Linked DNA regions of Danio rerio: region 2 is linked to region 1. A link is a contact called in public HiChIP or PLAC-seq data. All regions are on one chromosome and are shown on one strand. Each heading gives the region's core, a stretch centred on a gene start, on an enhancer-like site or on the middle of the called end of the contact. The rest is flanking DNA. Distances are from core to core; before and after follow the strand shown. Region 1 holds the start of picalma (phosphatidylinositol binding clathrin assembly protein a). Region 2 holds the start of tmem126a (transmembrane protein 126A).

The links. HiChIP or PLAC-seq counts read pairs in DNA pulled down with a chosen protein or histone mark.
Region 2: an H3K4me3 HiChIP or PLAC-seq map of embryo shows a contact between it and region 1, with 5 times the contacts expected there. The contact joins the promoter of tmem126a here to the promoter of picalma in region 1. A contact is called at or near these places in 1 of 18 Hi-C or Micro-C datasets (caudal fin) and 1 of 4 datasets of contacts at active chromatin or transcription factors (embryo).

The regions. Positions count from the first base shown.
Region 1 is chr10:34,070,911-34,074,590 of GRCz12tu, reverse strand. It overlaps picalma (phosphatidylinositol binding clathrin assembly protein a), which reads right to left and starts at 1,608. Exons shown (of 23, transcript NM_001365260.1): 1 at 1,516-1,608; 2 at 1,152-1,402. The coding sequence starts at 1,281.
Region 2 is chr10:34,207,442-34,211,121 of GRCz12tu, reverse strand. tmem126a (transmembrane protein 126A) reads left to right here and starts at 1,725. Exons shown (of 5, transcript NM_200798.2): 1 at 1,725-1,844; 2 at 2,484-2,602; 3 at 2,692-2,885; 4 at 3,468-3,582. The coding sequence starts at 2,490. It also overlaps a transcript of dlg2 not described here.

The sequences.
Region 1 (3,680 bases), core at 359-2,858:
GACTCAGCCAAGGCGGAGATTGAGGCACACTCTGATAGGCACGTGGGGAACGGTGGGTGGGGAGAACGAGTATTTCAGGCACAGGCAAAAAATACGAATAATAATAACAACAAATCTACATTGTGTTCAAATCAGAACATTTCAATGTTCTGAAAGGTATAATAAATAATATGATGGGTGTTTTGAGCTGAAACATTACAGACACATTTTGGAGACACTAAACTTATCTTAAATTTGGAACAAATTAGTTTGAAATAGGTGCCCTTTAAAAGTGATGAAAATAACCAATTATTTGCCATAAAAGTGAAGTTTCATTTACTTAATCTCACGTCATTTATAAGTCTACAGTATATTTTAGAAATATAAGAAAATTACAAGTAGGTCAAGATGAAAAGAGGTTTTTAGTCATAATAAAAGTGTAATTGATCTTGATTTTTTCCTTTATTTATTTTTAAACATGCATATGTGCTATATATGTGCTGACAATGTATTTGGTTTGGTGTCAAGACAAAAATTATTTAAATTAATTTTGAAAAAAGAACCGATATTTTAGTTGTGAATCACTAAAAGTGTCATTGACATCTGTGCTCTCTGTTTACTTTCAGTACCAGGAAAAGAGCAGTAACGTTATATAGCTACACGTTTATTTCATAGTCTGTGTCTTCTGAAATACAAGCTCTTGAGTTAAACAATGACAGAAAACATCTTGTAAAATATTCCTTAAGCCAAATAGTAACATAACACTGTTTTTGCTTTGCAACATCAAAAAGCATACGGGCAGTCCCTTCACACGAAATGCACGCTTGTTTGCAATAATCAGTTTTCTCAATGAAAGCATTCTGCTCAAGCGTCCTAATTACACAGCAGATGGGCTCGTTTTTAAATGCGGTTAATAATTAGTTAGCATGTTAAATCATTTAAACAGTACTCGTGCTCTCACACAACTCCACAGCCGATCGCCAATCACAGGTTCAACATCAGCAAAGGTCGCCGGAGAGGAAGCTGGTTAAATAACACGAGCTGCACTGAACGTGAATCTTTTGCAGGCCTCGAGCCCCGAACCTCTCGTTCCCAGGGCGACGAGTGACTGACGCAACTTTCAAACGCGGGTCCGAAAGCAATATAGTATTAAAAAATCCCTGGACACTTACAATCCAAATGCTTCTTCTTTGGCCCCATGACTTCGTGCGTGGTCGCCTTGCACACCGTTTTGGACACCGCGGAACCGGTAACAATGTGTTGCGCTGCCGTTATCCGGTCCGTAATGCTCTGTCCAGACATCCTCGCAGGTTTAAACAAACAAAAAAGGGGGAAAACAAAAAAAGAGGGGAAAATCTACCCGGGTTGCTAAATCCAACGGCAATGATATAGTCCCTGGGATGTGCACTGTTTCGCCACCTGACTGGGGGAGAAAGAGAGAAAAGAAATGAGACTAATACGCATCAGCCGCTTCTGAGAGTCCAAATGAAGTTTGTCCTGTATGTGTGCCGTCAGCTGATCGCGACATTTACGTACCAAACGTTTCCTCTTCTATTAACAGCAGCGTCCCCTCTCCCTCTCTCAACCCCTCTTGTCACGCACGCGCTCTCTCTCTCTCTCTCTCTCTCTCTCCCTCCCTCTCTCTCTTTTTCTAACTCCCCCTTTTTCTCCAAAGCGACTCTCCTCTAGGTTCTCGCCTCCCCCTACTGGGTTTAAAAGGCTTGTAGGAAAATGGCGGGTCTGTTTCCTCTTTTCAGAGGATCCTCCCAAGATTTACATGGACGTTGGGCTGTAAGTGCAAAGTGACGCCATGTTGGCTCTGAATGTCAGTACCGGGGCCTCACGTTACGTACAAAGTAAGGGCTGCAATTGGGTTTGTGAGCCAAAATGGCGGCTTTAGATAGACAGTAGCTGTGCCTTATCTAGCAGTTCCGCTATTCAGCAGATGACGGTTCACGTGACGGAATTTGTCCAACCGAGTTCCCGGTTTCACATAGTTTTTAAACAACATAATCGATTTAAACAGTTTAGTTTTTTCAAATGCAAGTAAATTTGCTACATTTTGTTTATTTTTTGTTGTTGTTTGTTCTTTTATTACATTTTAAAATATATTATTCGTGTTATTTTCCTTAATCTGTAAGCAGACAGAAATGTTTGAGAAAATTCCAAATATGACAATATGAAATTTATTTTATAATAAGATTTTCACAATTACAATAATTGTTATTATATTGTTTCGTTTTAAAATCGACAATTATATGTACATTCATTTTTTTATTTTTTTATATATTTAAATTGAGCTGAGACAACACAATTCTTGAGGTTTCATTTGGACAACCTAATTTGGTATGTTCAATCCACATAAATTTGTTAAAAGTGTTAACTTCATCAATTTGTGCTGGGACGACATGAATGAATTGTGTGGAACCCTGCATTTTCTTACAGTACAGTTATAAAAAAATACATAAATGTTATTCGTTTTTTTAATACAGATATTTCCTCCCATTTTCAATTATTTGGTTTTAATTAAAGCTTATATGTTTTTTTTGTGATGACAATAAAGATAAAGGATAAACAAAGCATATTTATTTACATGACCAATTCTGTGTGTTATATTGTTTTTAAATATTTGATGGTATAACATGTCTAATATATGTTGTATGATTGCATGTATGCATTAAATTTTTATATTTTTATTAGTATTTATTTAATTATAATAACATATAAATAAAAATTTACTTTTAATAATCGTAATATGATTAATATTTATTATTAGTATTATTATTATTATGTGTTATTATTATTATTATTATTAAAATACTCATATAGCCTATAAAATACTCATCTAATACTCAAAAACATATTTCATCATTATTTACGAATAAATCATTTTAATTTCCATCGCTTCTTCAGCTAACCTTGCAGAATGTCTAGAAAGGGAGACATCTAGTGATAAAAATATGCCATTACATTAGACACCATCATAATTCTCAACAGTAGGCCTAGGTTGTTTCTCGATATTTTTTATGCAATAGATAAATCCTGCGGCTGCATCATTAAAGCTTAAATAATTGATGCAAATGACAGAAGTCAATTACACGCATACTAAACATATACAGTTATTAGCCAGTGTTGCAAGATAAGATTCAGCACAAAGCTTCCAGTTAGGCATATCACTGCCAGTGCTAACCGTTTCACCAGAAGATGGACAAGCCATGTGTTCCAGAAATTTCTTATATTTACAAATTTAAAACAACACCATCAGCTCACTGACCAATATTGATGGAACTTTCTCTCTCTCTTTCTCCTCTTTCTTCAGGCTCGTAGATGTAAGGGCTGGTTCTTTTTTCTCAAAATGTGGAACTTTTTGCAGTTATTTTCCTCATTTTCTAATTTTTTATGAGATTTAAATACTCCATTTTAGTGACATTTGACGCACTATTTTTAGCTGGATTAGCTTGTCGGGACGGGTGGTCAATAACCACACGTTTATAAGGTCCCAAAGTTTTGGTAAAATAATGAACAAACTAATGGGGTTAGACAAACAATTTTTTATTTTTTTTTTACCAACAAAACACAAGCCTCTCCTACAAATGAGCACTGAAATTATGATCGCCGGACCTATAGTTTCTGTGCAGTGTGGCAAAGTGCCAGGAGTAAAAATGTTACTGTTTACCCAAATCAGTGGCGCAGGTTGTAAC
Region 2 (3,680 bases), core at 476-2,975, 140 kb before region 1:
ACTTAATTCTGATTTCTCTAACAGAAAACAAGACTTGTTACTACTGTGTAAATGCATCTTGCTACGCTTGAAAACACTGTGATCAGAATGTACCCATACATTTAGAGAACATTAACCTACTGTGTTCCCTCCAAATGTTTTAAGTTATTTTTCTTTCTTAAAAAAAAAAAAGCTTGAAACCACCAGAAACCCTGTCAAAAAAATCTTGCAAACATGCATTCATAAAAAATACACCCAGTAAAATGATGTCAACAACAACAAAACTACACATAACAGAACGTTTCCACGGTTATTATCCACATACACAGATGTTTATTTCTCACCTCGTTTTCTTAAGGGCATTATTACTCCTTTATGTCCTTGTGGGATTGTCACGCATGGAAACAGCAACACAAAAGTTTCGCCCTCATCTGCTGTCAATATCCTGGAGAAAGTGTCACCAACTAAAGCAGCACGTTTCCCTTCAGTTCGTTGGTATAGATGTAAAAGCGAACAGAATGGCAGATCTCGGGGTCCAGACCTGTAATTGTCAAGTTAAACAGCGAAAGACAAGCGCCGACACATCTTGCAGAAGAAAACACATGCTGAGCGCTCATGAGAAATAAATCCATAATCCGATAGTATGAGTGGATAGTGATCGAGTGCACATTGGCGTGGATGAGTCCATGGGAAATGCAAAGAATGCTCTCCAGTGAGTGAATGTGTTGACGATTAAACTGCTGGAATATTCGCGACTCTTTAAATGCCTTTGGTGTTTAACTACATAAATATAATTCAATCACGTCGTCCATAACACAAACTCAGACTAACGTTAAAGGCGCAGTGACTAACTAAACTAAAACCTAAACATCAGTGGTTAACCCCGGGGGCCATAGACGTCAAATTAGAAAGGCTCCCGTGTAGGCTACATGGCTTGCCTTGAATTAAATTCCGTCAGTATATGCTGATCAAGCATTATTTTAAATCCTAAAACGCCTAATATAAAGATCTACCAACGGTGTGAATGAGAAATAAGCTCGACATCTTAAGTTTAAGGATGTCTGCGTGTAAACAGTTCTTCAAGAACAACTTGTTCTATACGGAAAGGCAGAATGAAGTTTCGTGTGTTTTGTTTTAGATCTGATCATTATACGTGAGGGAAAAAAATTAAATAATTAAGACTTGGTGATCATCTTGCTGCTTGGTCACAGCGCAATCCACTTTCAGTTTAGAAAAAAGAAGAAAAAAATATTGGCAAAACAGGCAAAAACGGTTTACAAAATGCAGATATCGGGGTAGACACGTTTAACTAAATAAGGCTGGATGTATTTCCCCATGAAACAGCAGCCTGTCGGTGCGACGCCTGTCGGAAAACACCTGCAAGTTTCATCCAGCTTCCCGATAACGCATGGCTCCACATTTGCTTCTGTAATTAAGCCAATCTGAACAAAAATATCCTAAAGGTGCTCGTCAGACGTCCCGAAATGCAGTTGAGAACAACTTCACCTCCCTTCCCGTCATTTTTTCTGTGGGTCTTCACAGCATCTCTTGCCAAAGCTGGTTTGCAGACTCTCTCTACGGTGGGTGCAGTATCACCAGCAGCAGCATCATCACCAGTTTCGCCTTAGCAACGAGAAGGTTGACCCGCTGAGATTGACAGGGCGCGTCCGCCAATGGCTTTCGTTCTTTTTGTCAGTTGGCGCACGCGCAGACCAATAGGAATCGTCGTATTGTTCCTGGATCTCAGGGTGAGAGTTGACTAAAACATGTGGTTAGACATGGCTGCGCCCTGCTGGCAATGAGAACCGTGACTGTTAAACTGAAAATGGAGATAATTTAGCGCTTATTTAAAAGATCATTCGTGGGTAAGTAGTAGTCATATAATGCAAGAAAGCGCTGCGTTGCTGACTATGTGCAAATGAAGTCGTAAATAAACAGAGCGATAAGTCACGCAGGGTTTGACATTCAGCAAAGTTACATATAAACAGAGGTAAAACAATCGGCTGTCATTAGGTTAACTTAAGTGTAAATGTTTCTGTTTGACTTTTGCGACGCGTCTTTTGCCGTGATCGTATTAAATCCCTTATAAACAGGGAGGTGACAAACTAAATGTCTATTGAAAACAGGTCATATGATATATGCATAACAATTTAGCAAGCTAACATATTGAAGGTCTACGTGATAATATAATGAACAACCGTAGTTAAATGTTAGCAACATTATAACTTGAAACGATAGCCTACAGTTATAAACATTCAATATCCGCTTAAATAATGTTAAAATTACATATTTGGAGCAATTCATATTGTTAGTTTGATTGGTAAATGTGTAACGTTATAATGTAAACGCTGAAGATCCTCAACACATCAAATTAGTGTCTCAGTGACGTTTACCTATCTCACACGGAAACAGTCTTTACCATACCAAAAACGACACCATTTTCAGTGTTTTGACCACGTTGTTATATTGTGACTTAATTTGATCTCAGAAATTTGAAATAACAGATAAACATGACAGACAACTCCATGACGATGAGAGATGCAAGCCAAGGCCTGACATCATCCAGGATGAGGATTATTGAAATGCTGAATAAAAAGTTCGAAAAGCTTCCCGAAAGTGATAGGCAAGTTCGCTTTTTATATGCAAATATATTACAACGCAAGTTTGGTCTCTAATGCTGTATATGAACGTTTCCCGTTTAAAACCCAACAGAAAAATGCTTTCACGTGGTCCCTTGTATTTGGCTGCCAATGCTGGGATTGCTGGCATGGTTGCCAACAGCTTTTACAGACGAGTTCTCCATGTCACCCAAGGGCTCTTTACTTCCAGTCTTCCCATGGCTGTTCTTCCATTTGTGACAACTGCAGCACTGTACACGGCGACTGTCACGACCCCCCTGCTGTCAGGTAATTTCACCATATTTCATCCTTCAACGTCGCACGTCTGTTGACCAATTCAAATGATTTCAACTTTGACCCCTTGCTCTTGAACTGTATGAACCCTTATCAGCCAATCATTGGTAAATTAAAGGGACGTTACGTAAATGCGTCAGTACAAACTTCAAAAAGCTCTACAATTTTCACAATTGACTTGAATGTGCGCTATTTATTTTAGCTATCACCTTTTGGGCTCAAATAAATATACTTTGGTGCATTTTAATGTTTACCGTGAGCATTTAGTTCACCAAATATGAAAAATAATTATTAAACTCAAGCAATTTAAGATGTAGTTTTTTTTTTTTTTTCAATGTAACATTTAATATGATTTTTGGCTAAAACTGTGGCTCTTGCTTACTCATAAAATGCACATCAACACTTCTGGTACCTGGAAAGTAAAACATGTAGGCAAGACAAAATACCTTCATTTTTGTACTTAACAAATGGCATGGACAGAAAGTAAAATAATAACAATTCTAACTTCAAACACCACTACTTCAAAAAGGTAAACGATTTCCTTTTATCATTAAGAATGTCATATTGTAATCATAGGTGACCTTAACTGCCCAACCTGTGCGCTTATAAGAGGCGCTTTGGTGGGTGTGGTTGGGGGTGGCATTTATCCAATTTTGCTGGCCTTACCTGTCAATGCTGGTCTTGCTGCAAGGTAAGTGTACAGTGTCACTACATGTCTTGCTATTCTTACAGTGGGGCTGTATGCACAGCTAATGTTTTTCAGCCAATGATAAACTTCTGATGTAATTT